3 separate regions of the Macaca mulatta genome follow, and all the other regions are linked to region 2. Evidence: chromatin contacts called from public Hi-C data. All regions are on one chromosome and are shown on one strand. The core of a region is the stretch at or near the end of the contact, and the rest is flanking DNA. Distances in the headings are between cores, read along the strand shown.

Evidence for each region. A called contact is a pair of places that touch in the nucleus more often than the background predicts.
Region 1: a Hi-C map of fetal cortex germinal zone shows a contact between it and region 2, with 5 times the contacts expected there. The contact joins the enhancer-like site here to the promoter of GADD45G in region 2. A contact is called at or near these places in 11 of 14 Hi-C or Micro-C datasets (CD4 T cells, blood, cortical neurons and 7 more).
Region 3: a Hi-C map of blood shows a contact between it and region 2, with 6 times the contacts expected there. The contact joins the enhancer-like site here to the promoter of GADD45G in region 2. A contact is called at or near these places in 4 of 14 Hi-C or Micro-C datasets (CD4 T cells, blood, cortical neurons and 1 more).

The regions. Positions count from the first base shown.
Region 1 is chr15:120,758,363-120,762,571 of T2T-MMU8v2.0, reverse strand. No RefSeq gene overlaps it. Among named protein-coding and RNA genes, the nearest start is that of GADD45G, 490 kb to the right of the region's middle. Within about 2 kb of position 2,576, at least 7 of the 40 cell types and tissues checked have an H3K27ac peak or open chromatin away from gene starts, as enhancers often do. A contact at or near this core is called in fetal cortex germinal zone and fetal cortical plate, where this site is marked.
Region 2 is chr15:120,272,273-120,276,574 of T2T-MMU8v2.0, reverse strand. It overlaps GADD45G (growth arrest and DNA damage inducible gamma), which reads right to left and starts at 2,653. Exons shown (of 4, transcript NM_001193910.1): 1 at 2,497-2,653; 2 at 2,139-2,240; 3 at 1,792-2,005; 4 at 1,110-1,703. The coding sequence starts at 2,549. The coding sequence ends at 1,593.
Region 3 is chr15:120,643,753-120,648,025 of T2T-MMU8v2.0, reverse strand. LOC144334866 (a long non-coding RNA gene) reads right to left here. Exons shown (of 3, transcript XR_013405130.1): 2 at 1,061-1,215. LOC144334865 (a long non-coding RNA gene) reads left to right here. Exons shown (of 2, transcript XR_013405129.1): 2 at 2,289-2,958. Among named protein-coding and RNA genes, the nearest start is that of GADD45G, 370 kb to the right of the region's middle. Within about 2 kb of position 2,440, at least 9 of the 40 cell types and tissues checked have an H3K27ac peak or open chromatin away from gene starts, as enhancers often do. A contact at or near this core is called in CD4 T cells, blood and fetal cortex germinal zone, where this site is marked.

The DNA of each region.
Region 1 (4,209 bases), core at 1,327-3,826, 490 kb before region 2:
TGGCCAGCGAGAAAGCAATGTGCGTTGCCTTTTAAGTCTATTTTTATGAACTCCCATTGATTGGGGGAAGCCAGCTGAGTAAGTGGCACCGTTCTCCCCTCTCACCTGTGGACAGGTGAGCGTGCAGCCGCACTCTTTCAGGGCTCCACTGCCAGCGGCCCTGATGTAGCCTCTCTGCTGGTGGTGGGGGATAATTATTACGTGCTGGTATCACTTCTTTGGAAAGGACAATGGAAAAATCTGGCCCCAATCCTTTAGCCTGGGGCATCTGATAAGAAGGTTCTGGGAGAGGTTGATAATGAAGTTCTTCCAGATAGAAATGCGGTTTAGGGACAAACAAGGTGTTGGAAGAAAGGAAGGACACACTCACAAACGCCTAGGTGCCCTTGTGGCCTGGAGGGGTTACAGTGCCCCAGAGCACTTTGCTTACTGCTGTATGGGTTTCTGGGAGCCCCACTTCCTCCTCTATAAAATGGCCACATTGCCTTACGTATCCCAAGAGCATTAGGAGAATTAAGTGAGATCATGTGTCTGGGAAGACTTTGTAAGCTAAAGCCGTGGGTGTGGTGTCTGCTGATGCTGCTGCCATGCACAGTGTTTTCTGGGAACCACTGCTGCTCCAGCATCCCCTCATCTGGGCTGAAGCCTGCTCCTTCCTCCTCGCCTTCCAATAGCCCCTCAGAGCTCAGCCTGCAACGCAGGGAATCTGGCATTTCTGCCAGTTGGAAGGCACCAGTGCATGAGTGCCCACCCGCCGCCAGCGCCCTATGCCAATGGCCCCCCACTCCATCGCCCCGTCTTGCAGGAGTTATTCTGTAGGCTCCTGGCTGCTGGCTTGGCCCCTTGGCCTTGTGGAAAGTGAGACAGCATAAGCCGTGGCAGCTCTGCAGAGCTGGGGTGTCAACACTTAACTATTCTAATAGGAACACTGAGAAATTTGCCCTGGGTGGCCTCTCAGTTCCATCCCTGGTGTGCATTTGTTTATTTTGGAGCCTGGGAGACAGCAAGCGCTGGGCTCGTTCACCCACATTCTGGGCCTGGGCACATTGTATCAATGTTACCCTTCACCTCGGAACAAGCCTGCTGGTGCCAGTGTTCCTTTGGTTTAGCCCTGGGGACGCAGCACGTCCCCATTAGCTGGACACAAAACCAAGGCTTGAAAGAGGGAACCGCCTTACTCTGCAATGCTTCTTGGCTGCTCCCTAGTGAACCTGACCTTTTTCCTTACTTATTTGTGTCACAATCTATACATATCTGGTTTCCTCTTACTCCAGGGTCAGGCTGCAGGTGAGATGCCTTGGCTTGGACACATATAGATACACTGAACGCGTTTGTTAGACTCTAGACACTATTTATCACTAAAGATAACTTGTTCTCCCAGAAAGGCAGCTCTTGACTTCTCGTTGCCCTCTGAGGGGCTGCCAGGCATGCCAAGACATTCGGGTGTGCCGCCAGGGTTTCTTTTCAAGACAGACACCTGTCTACAGAACTGTGGTTACTCAACTTCTCCATCCCGTCAGGAGCCAAAGAACAGTTCCCATAACTTCAAGTTCAGGAGACCAACAAGGCATCTAGACTTCTGGAAAAACTACCTGGGTATGCATCGCTGGAGGGATTCGCATCTCCTCCAAGTGCTATCTTCAGCCATACAACTCTCAGGCGCAGACCATGCCGTCTTCCCTGCTCAACCAGGGAAAAGCAATCGTCTGGAAGGCACTGGACCTGCTTGGAGCCATGGTTGATATAAAATGAGGTGCAGGAGAATTTCTCTCCTCTGAGGTGTCTTTCCTGGGGTGTAGGTAACTGTGTGGCCCCAGTGCACACACAGGCCAGTTTGTAAACCGTGTGAGCTCCTTTGAACTAATCACACTGAACTTGTTTGCATGTTGAACAGAAAAAGATAGTTTTCTTCCCCTCTTGTTCAGTTTTTTTCCTACACATTCAAACAATAATAATATATTAATAATAATGGTGTTTGTGTGACCTAACTCCAGCAAACAAACTCAAGCAAAGGGCAGGAAGGTGGACAGGTGTACCCCAAGCTCGCCGGCCGAGCAACTGCTGCCTTCCCCAGGGCTGCTCCAGGACGTCCTCTGACTCAGCGAGGTGGCAGCGTCCTGAGTCACAGCCCCCCTGGGGAGCTCGCACCTATCCAAGGTTTGGAGGGCATCTGCAGGTTTGACTTTTTCGGAGACATCCCTGTTCAATGTTAAACAGGCTCCACATAAGAAAACCAACAGTGTGCAGAATGTAGTCCTCACTGTCAGTAATAATTGCTACCAAAACAGAGAGAGGTGTCAGTGCCAAATTTCCTGAGAGTTTACTAAGATCAGAATTGTCTTTGTGCAACACTTCTCTGCGAGTGTCCACAGGCAGTGGGACAGAGCTGGGGAGGAAGACCTCGGGGCAGGTGCTGGGTAGCACCTGTCAGACTTGTGTCTCAGCGGCGACAGAGCGGCAGCCGGCGCGGTTTACTGTCGCGGGCAGAGAGGAGCTGTTCACGGCTGCTAGCTTAGTAATTTGTAGATAATGAGCTCCTGGTAGAAGCCTGTGGGTTTCAGAGCATATGCTCCAACAGATGGGCTGGCCTTGGCAAGGGTGGGGGTGCACTTGGACCTGTCAATCACTGACTTCCAGCTTCTGGGAGGGAACAAGCCCGGGAGAAGGCAAGGTTAGCTGCAGAAGCACAGTTCCACACAGGTTGGCCATGGCCCACAGTGATCCCCTAACCTTGCAGGAGCTCCTGGAGCCCCAGGCTCGGCTTCAGATCAGTCTCAAGTCATTTCATGAGGGGAAAACTCTCCACTAGATCGATGGTTCTCCAAGTGGGTCCCCAGATGGGGAGCAGCCCCAGGAAACTTGTCAGATATGTGAATTCTAGCCACTCCATGCCTGGTGGGTGGGCAACTCGGGTAGGTCCCTCAATCTGTGTTGGAGCAAACCTCTCAGAGGATTCCCAGACAAGCTGAGGTTTCAGAAACACCGAACAAGTTCATTATCCACATAAGGACCAGAAGCGTGTGATTTCCTCCTTTCCACCGTGATTTCTTAGGCCCAGTGTATTGTTGGACACAAAAAGTGATCCAAGTGGAATTTTTGGAGGGGCTGTGGGAGGAAAGGGACTCTGCAAATCATTTCAGCTTCACTCCTCAACCTTGTTTCAGATTGAAACATTGTACTAAATTCCAGAAAGAGAACATCTGGTGATGAAGGTTATTTTCCACACTCAGGAGCAGGACCAGCACCTGCCCCTGCGAGACTCCTGGAAGAGCAGATTCTGGAGAGAAATAAAGGACTAACTTCAGCTCAGTCTTGAATTTGGGAATATTCCTTTTATTAATAAAACAAGATTAAACCTACAGTGCTATGGATCTTGCTAATTAGAAAAGGGGAGCAAAGGAAAACACACACACACAGAGAGACAGAAAACAAACCAAAAAACCCAAATAGTTACTGAAGAAATCGTTGCAGAATCAGTGCTCCAGGTTGGATTGGTGAGAATTTCATCACCAACCCTGCAGCATCGGAGTCCTGCAGAGGCTGTTGCGGAGGCTGCAGGCCATTCTCAGGCACAGGCTTTGGTTTAGCTCTGGGAATGCAGCATGTCCCCATTAGCTGGACAGAAAACCAAGGCTTGAAAGAGGGGAACGCCTTGTTCTGCAATGCTTCTTGGCTGCTTCCAAGTGAACCTGGCCTTTTCCCTTACTTATGTCAGGGTCTAGTGGAGACCCTGAGCCAACCCAGCATCAGGAAGCTCGTGCTACCCGCCCCCCTGCCGCACGACCCCACCCCAAGCAGGGGACATGCCCACTGCCTTGGAAGTCGAGAGGGGGACAAGAATGACATGGCGCTGTACGCCAAATTGGCTTTTATTAGGTGAAGTGTTTCTCCAAGTCACTTACACTGACTGAGCTTTTAGTTTCTTCATCTGTAAAATGGAGCTATTAATACCGCTTTCAAATACATTTTGCAGGTGTTAAATGAGACGTGCTGCAGGTAGCATCTGGCCCAGGCTGATGCTGCAGTTTTGAGAATGTGGGTTGCCACCCATTAGTCGAAAGGAAAATCAATCCAGTAAGTGATGGTTCGAATTGATTTGTTGTTGTTGATTCTAAATGATTTACTGGAGGTTTGTATTTAAATCTTCTGAGTCATATTTGATGTTAACTTTGTTATAGTTTTTCTTTATCATACATAGTGAGGGTAAGC
Region 2 (4,302 bases), core at 1,404-3,903:
GATAAAAGGAAAACAGGATGCTTTCATGGCAAGAAGAGTAATTCAGTAGTTTTCCTGTTGCCTCAAGAATGCTCCTGTAATTTGGAGAGAATTTTAGGAAGTGGCACTCAACAAGGTAAATCAGCCACCCCAAGGACTGAAGACAGCACACCACGCGTCCTTTTCCCAGAAGGCTCGGCCTGCTTGGCAGCCTAGCTGAGAGCACAAGGGCCCCACATGTATTTCCCCAGATGAAGCAACTAGTTAGACACAGAACCAACTCAAGCCATACTGTCTCATAAAAAAAGATTGATTCGATCAGGACATTTCCCCCTCCTTCCTTCTTAAAGAAAGTCTTGGCTTAAAATATTTAATTTTTTTTTTCCTATGAGTCTTTAAACGGAATTGTGAATAGCAGCAATCCTCGTAACTCTGATGTGGGCAGAGAACACTCAAAATAGTAGATAGCAGATGCCAGGCCCCCTCAGAATTGCTCATGCCTATTTATATAGATGCTGCCTTCCAATTTTTTCTCAGATCTTCCAAGTTCGATCACAGCCATGACAAAGTAATGACTCATACTTAAATGCAGTCATCAATGTCATATTTGGTATTAATACCTTTGTAGCATTGCTTTTTGTCAGAGCATCTAAGAGGAAAAAGTCCCCAAGAGCAGGAGCAGCCTGCCACCGTCCTCAGGGACCACAAAGGGCAGGGCCTGCAGAAGGCAATGCTCATTGTGCAGGAAAGCCTGCGGCCTCCGGCAAGCTGTTCTGATAAGCAGCTGTGGGAGGGAGGGGGAGGAGGGCCGAGGGAGGGGGAGGGGAGGCAGAGGTCACTGTTATCGCCTTGGAAGGCAAGACTTCAGCTGCTGCACTGATGTCTTTTCTCAAGTATGCTCCTGTTTTGCAAGTTTAAAATCTTCCTAAAAGGAGAAAAGTAGGAGCCAGGCTCAAGTTCTACCCTAGCACTGGGCAGCATGCCCTCCCTCTGCCAGCGCGGAGGAGCCTGTCATTCTTGCCCGACAGGAAGACGGAACAGGTGCCATCAGTTCCACGGAGTTCCAGCAATCCTCTGAAACCCTGCGCACCACCTCCCCCGACACAAAGATCCCCTACCCTCAATAAAGAGCATAAGTTTGTTTCAAAAAGTTTATTGTAAAATTCAAAGCTTCAACAGCAGCATCCTTTAGAAAACGAAGCATTGCCCGGATCCGTTTTGAAAAAGCAGCGCAGTTGGCTAAGTCCTTCACGCTCCTGCAACTGTACCAAGTCCAGGGCGCCGCTCCTTCCTGCCGAGCGCAGGCTGCTGAGTCACGCCTGCCCGGCCAGTCTGTCCTTCCTGGCCCTGAGGCCAACGTCCTAGCCTAGGCCTTCCTGGGCGAGCAGCCGCTCCAGACACTTGCAGAGTCCTCAGCTCGGGCCAGCCTGGCCCTGCCGCCGCCGGGCCCCTCCTCGAGAGGCCGCGCCTCCTCACTCTCCAGGCGCCCCCCCCGCCTGCCAGTCTCCACGCCGCACTCGGGCACCCTCGGAGGGCCCCTCCACAGAGCCAGCCGCGCTCTAGGCGCCCCGGGGCGTCACCACGTCGATCAGACCAAGGTCCCCGCCGGGCTGTCACTCGGGGAGGGTGATGCTGGGCACCCAGTCGTTAACGCTGCGGCTCTCCTCGCAAAACAGGCTGAGCTTCTCCAAGGCGGGATCCTTCCAGGCGTCCTCGTTGGGGTTCTGCTGAGAAAGAGCAGGGTCAGCCTGGCTGGCCGCGGGCCGAGGCGGGAACTACACCGGGGCGGGGACCGGACGGGGCTGTACTCACCGAAATGAGGATGCAGTGCAGGTCGCCCGGCGCGCCCGCCTCCTCGCCGGCGCCCACGATAGCCGCCAGCCGCTGCACATCGCCCACGCGCACTATGTCGATGTCGTTCTCGCAGCAGAAAGCCTGGATCAGCGTAAAATGGATCTGCAGCGCGATGTCGCCCTCGTCCTCCTCATCGGCAGCCAGCACGCAGAAGGTCACATTGTCGGGGTCCCTGCGAGGGCAAGACGGGGACCAAGGTCAGAACCGGCAAACCAAGTTCTCCCGCAGCCACCCCTCCCATCCGCCGGTCTCTTCGCCATTCATCCCCGCCCCTGTCTCCCAGCCTGGGTCGCGTCTACACTTACACGTTCAGGACTTTGGCTGACTCGTAGACGCCGGCAGTGAGGCAGCCCTGACGCTGCGCGGACAGCAGCAACTCGTGCAGCGCTTTCCCGGCACCCTGCATCCTGCGGAGGAGCCAGCTAGTGAGCGGGAGACGGCCGTGGGGCGCGGTGGAGCCCCGAGCCCCGGCCACGGGGATTCACCCTTGGCTCTCCAACTCCAACCACACTCCAATCCCGGCTTGGCGCCCGCACCCCGGCTCTCCAACCCGGATCTGACGCCCGCACCCCCGGGCTCGGCTCCTATCCCGCGGATTCCCACCCTGGAGAACCCTGACGGTCGCCGACTGACCAGCCGCTTTCTCAGCGCCCTGAAACCCACCTGTCTGTGCTTTCCGGAACTGTGTCCTGGCCGCGGACTTCTTCCAGAGTCATAGTGCGATCAAACAACAGCAAGTTATCCACAAGCGGAGAGCGCGGAGGGGACGCGGGCGAACACCCTGAGACCAAGAGCTCAGCACGGCGCGCCCACCACCAGCGAGTGCGCCCGGGCTACGCTGCGCGTCCTTATATAGGCGGATGGGTGCGGCGCCGCCAGCTGGCGCGAGGCTGCCCGCCTATTGGCCGGCACCCGCTTTCTGATGTAAATGAGACCGCGAGCCCGCGGCTCGTGCCAGAAGGCCACGTGGGGAGGGGTGCGGGGGATGACAATGCCTCAAATCTGCCGCTTTTGTTGGGGTGTTACCAGGCAGACTGGAGCCTGCAGATTTCATCTCGCCTGGCTTTCTTTTTTTTTTTTTTTTTTTTTTTGAAGTCCTTAAAAGGAAAAAGTAAAAAAAAAAAAAGCCAATCCACAAAAACCTTGTTTGCTAATATGATGCTGCAATTTGCGAAAAGCACCTTTATAGAATCAAAAGGAATTTTATTTCCATTTTTTATTGCTACCTTTCTATTTGTTTCTTTTCTTTAATTTGAAGTTTATGAGACTGTTGCATTGGAGCAGGAAATTAAGGTAAAAACAGGTAACGCCAGTTAAAGGCTTGCAAAAGGCAGTGGGCACAGCCCCCTGCAGCTGACCACTAGCGTCCGGAGCGCGCTGGTAATGCCTGCCAGGCATACTCAATGTGTACATTGAGTAGTCGCTGGAAGATCCTACCCCACCTCCCCGCCCTTGGCCGAGAGCAGCGGGGCGCCGGAGAAGGGGGCGGGCAGGGGCGAGCAGATTGCGGCCGGCGCACGCCGCTCGTTTGCATTTCTATGGAGGGCGCACAATAGCAGAGGTCTGGCGTGTGGCGGTTTGCAGTAGGGACAATCGAGGCTTTCTCTTCATAGCAACACTGTCCACCTGCCGCCGGGTGGGGTGGGCAGGCCCCCGCCGCGCGTGGGGGTCGCCGGGCTGCCTGGCGCGTGGGGTCGAGGCTGAGTGCCACTCCGTGGTCCCTGAGTACGCGCCGCCTGTACTGGCCCTGCTACATGTAATTCCCTTCCACCCGTTCCTCGCACGGGTGCCGAGCAGCCGCGCGAGTTGGGAAGCACAGAGAGCTGCTGCGCAGTCTTCGCGACTGGACGCCCTCTGGCCGGGACCCCGCGGCTGCGGCCCTTGGAGCTTAGGGGATGTAGTTCGGAATCTGTTTCCCGGGGCGCCATCTACAGGCAGGTTAAAAAGATCCTGAATCCCTTTTCTCCTCCCCTCCCCCAACACACACACCCTTGCATTGGCCTGGTGCGGGGGAAGGGCGGTGGAGGGGGTCGGCCACGGAGCTGCCGGGCCGGGGCCACTGAGCCCTGTCCAAGCTGCGCATTAATAGGAACCCCAGTAAGGGCTGCAAAACGCATTCAGGTGGGGCTGCAGTTACCCTGGGGAGTAGAGGGCAAAAGGAGATTCCCATCCAGTACTGATGGAGTAAGAGCCCCTACGTCTTATGCCATGTTGAAATATTTTAATTACTTAAATACGCATATGTAAAAAGCCTTTTTTCCAGCAATAGAATAAAAGTCTGGATCTTGAGAGAGTTTAATAGGCTAGAGGTTGCTGCCGCTTGACCATACACGCTGGCACTTTCAGAGGATTCACCCACTGACCGCAGCACTTTTGGTGTCTGCGCCTTCTGTTCTACGTGGAAAGGCGCGCTGGGGACACCTCAGTGCTCCCCTTTTTTGGGTGAGGCCTTGGAGACTGGCCGGGACA
Region 3 (4,273 bases), core at 1,191-3,690, 370 kb before region 2:
GACACTAGGAGAAAAGTAAGGAAGTGATCACTCTTAAACTGGGCTAGGGATTGTCTTCAGAAGGAGGAAGAGGATGCTACCCAGAAGAGAAAACTCAGAACCTTCCAGAATTCGAGGAATGTTCTTTTGCTTGACCTGAGGACTGGTTATTTGGCTGTTTCTGATATACTATGAGGTTGGTGGGAAAAAAAAACAAACCAAAAGAAAAAAAAAACATGATTACATTTGCACCAACCTAATATATATGTGAATTTTGTGCTATTTTCTTGAGTGTTTTATTTCATGATTATGGTAAATGGTTTTTTAAAATGTGAATGGTAAGAAAGCGTGGGAACGTGTAATAAGGTAATAAAGTGAGATATTTTAGCAAGAGAATCTGTAGAGTTGGGTGAGTGACTGACGGAATCCAGAGGCTGGGGAGCAGCACCTAGAATCACCCCCAACTGTGTTGTTGAATAGCAGGTGGGATGGTGGCTTTACTCACCACATACGAGTTATGTGTGTAAAGGGTCAGCTTTAGGAGCAAGTCTAGTGGGCTCAAACAGAGGAAATCGTGAGTTAAGTTTTAGACTTGTCTAGATCCAGATGTTCAAGTCTACTAAGAAATTGGATACTGGCCTAGGGCTTGAAACAAAAGTATGGTTTGGAGTTTTTGACTTGAGAGGCATCAGCATTGGCAATCAACATAAGACATCAAGAATGCAGATGGCTAAAAAGAGTGTGTGTGTGTCCAGATTTATTAATAGAAAAAATACATCAAATCAACATAAAAAGCTCTTGAAGAACTTCTGGAGTTTAAACTTCTAGTTTGTAGTGAAATGGTGGAGACAAAAACAATATATTACAGAGCTAGAAATAAAGGATCAAAGTGAAAGAGAAGAACAAAACAGCTGCTTTTGAAGGTCCCTAAAGCGAAAGAGAGGGGAGGAGAGGTGCCTGTGAAGGGACCTGAGTTCTCGGGAGAGTTCCTTCTGGTCTGTGTTTAGCTATGGCAGTTGCTGTTCCTACCGGGCAGAGAAGATAATGATGCAGAAGGGGCAGGAAGAGATGGAATCCAAACCTCAGGTGTTGGCACTCCTCTTGAATAGGGAGAGAAACACCCTCACTGCAGAGAGAGGAACAGCAGCTGGGATCGCCAGTGCAAGAGCCAGAAATGGGATCCTAAACCTCTCTGGCTGATTTTAGATGGCTGCAGAAGCGCAGAAGGTAGAAGTCCTAAGAGATAAAATTAACAACTTAAACGACCTTGAGCAACTTCGTTCCCTTCCAATCTCAAGTCTGTGTACTTTCAACATTACAATTTATGCAAATTGCCACTTTGTAAGGGAAATGATTATTTGGGAAAAGAAATAGTGTAGCATCCATGGTGACCTAATTGGTGTTTCTGAAATCCAAATAATTTAAGTTTTGCAAAACACTAGTGTGGTCAAAGAACAAATATGCACTGTAAAAAGCAGCAGATTTCACTTTAAATATGAAATATTAAAAGAAGAAATGAACAGCATTGCATCTGCCCGCCCTTTCTTTCCTTCTTTCTCTTTCTTTTTTCTTTCTTTTTTCTTTCGCTTTCTTTCTTTGTTTCTTTCTTTCTTTCTTTCTTTCTTTCTTTCTTTCTTTTCTTTCTTTCTTTCTTCTTTTTCTTTTTCCTTCCTTCCTTTCTTCCTTCCTTCCTTTTTCTTCCTTTCTTCATCTTTCATTTCATTTCTTTTTTTATTTAGAAAGCACGCATTGTTCCAAATTTTCCCTTGAAATCTATTCTCAGGTTTGCAGTTGACATGTACAGAAAAAGGAATTGATAACCTCATGAGAAAATGGAAAAAGAAAGCAGATGCTTATTAATGTCTCACAGCACTGCTGTCCCCAAATTAATTAGACCAGGAAGCTTGTAGGCTGACAGCTTATCTACCTTTTAATTCTGACTGGGGCAAGTCTGAAATTCCTTTGAGAGAACAGGAGCGAGGGTGCCACTGAATGTATTACAAATGACCTGCCGTTTGATGTGTGACCAAAATCACTGTCAATTTTTTACTCACCTTGGATGAATTGTATTGCAGACAAGACACATACATTTAATTGCCGGAAGTTTGGAATCTAGGGATAAATTTTCATGCATTCATTTGCCACGATTTTGAAAAACAAAAACAAAGCAAAAACTCTAGTCCAAAAAAACAGTTTAGAAACCAAAATGAATCACGTTTTCAGAAAACAGATCCACTGGATGGTAGAATTAAAGGTAATTTTAATTTGCTTCTTTATGCTTTTAATTATTATACGATTTTCTTTTTCAGCAAGTATTATTACTTCTATAATGGAAAGAAAGAAAAAGAAAGCAGCTACAGTAGCCACGTTCTGGATTGCCTTCCACTCAACCGACCCAGTCAGATGCCCCACTGGTCCTCTGAGAGGCTTGCACACCTGTGTTCCAGCCAGCAGGGGCGCTGTTTTCCTATCCTCGTAGAGCTGCAGAATGCTGACATGCATCTACTTTGCTGGACTCACAAGCAGGGACTTCAGCAGCTGAATGGTGCTTAGTGTGAAGGATATTAGCACAGAGGTGTGCAGTGGGCAGAAGGGCCCTTCACACGGCCAGAGCCTCCTGCCAGCTGAGGACACCAGATGAGTTGGTAAGAAAGCCCATGCCACATCTGAAGCCCTGATGGTGCCAGGATGATGTTCCCCAGGACTCGCCAGCTGCCCTTCCTACATCTGGCTGGAGCATAGCAAACACGTATCTGAACATATCCAGCTTACATGGGTGAAGGACTTGAAGGACTATGCTAACGGCATTCACGGTCTGGGTATATTTCCACATCAGTACCCAGGAAGCCCTCAGTTTAGGCTTCCCAAGAGCTGGTTGTGCTTTTGCTAAACCCACTTATGCTGCTTCTACTTGATATTTGTATTAATTCAGATAAGCCAATAATAGTGGTAATAAATACTAAATGAGTGCTTACTGCATGCAAGGCTAGCAAAATTCATTTAATGCTCATAACAATGTACGTACTATTATTGCTTTTTTTTCAGACGTAGCACATCTGAAAGTAACATTCCTAAATTCACATGGGGTGCCAGGCTCAGGGGTGCCAGGTTCAGAACCCAAGCAGTCTGGTTTGAGCTCCCCCCCAAAACACCAGGGAGAATGGAGTTAAAGCAGTTAGGCTGTGTTGCATTCTTCCTTCTATTAAGGGAGGGTGAAGGGATGGTCCTAGAGGAAATAAATTAAGGCATAATTCTGGGCTTTGGGGGAGAAAGACTAATAATATTTGCTTGGAGAATATCTATTTGTGGAATACATCAAGCAAGCTATACATGGCTTACAACTGCTTGTAAAATCAATTTACGTTCATTCAGCATGGCTCCTGGGCAGAGGTCACACAGGACTCTCCTCTAGAGAGTACCAGATGAACTCATAGCTTACGCTTCCCTCCGTTATGTACTACAATTGTTTTTGCATCACCTGCAGCTTCCTGTTAATTCTTTTAATCTTCTTACCATTCAGGTGAACAGTTCAGCAAATGTCTGCCTTCACTGCCTCCCTCCTTCCCACCCTGCTCTCTGCAAATCCTGTCCCCATCCCCCTAGTCCTTAGGTCCAAAGTCTGTTTTTAGGTCCGTGAATTTCTAAAAGTTCTGCTGGCACCTGGGCCTCTCCACAGGCTGCTTCTGTCCAAGATGGTGATGCTCTTGGCCTCTTGCCCCACACCAAAATTGGCAGATGTTCCAAAGTAACAAGCAGCCCATTAAAGCTCCTCTTCATGCCATGCACTCCTCTCTGATGTGGGCTCTGAGGAAGTGGCTCCTGTGAGCTGCCTCTATGGCTCTTCAGGGCATTTCAACAGCTTCTTACATTTTATCTGGCTTCTTCAGTGGCTCTAGGCAAGAACTTGGCCTGCTACAAACTAGTTCATCGCATTCAGAAGCAGTTCAACTCCTATATTTCAATTTGGAAAAACAAAAATAAAAAAGAAGTGACTTACCTACTATAGTACTTCTACATGTTTTAGGCTCCGCAAATGCGAATGCACTTCATTTTCAGTTTGATTTTTTTTGTTGTTGGTACAAGGTTATTGTTCTTGTTTTGAAAAACTCACATGATCTTATTGTCCCTAAAAATAGACAATTACTCTAAGGAGTCACGAATTGGTAGGGCTGGAAGGAAACTTGGGGAAATTTAATAAAATGTTCTCATTTTTAAGGTAAGAACTGATGGGCCTAAAAGACAGAAAACTGAAGCATGATAAAACCTCAAATGTTTCTTCTGCTTCTCTAGCTTT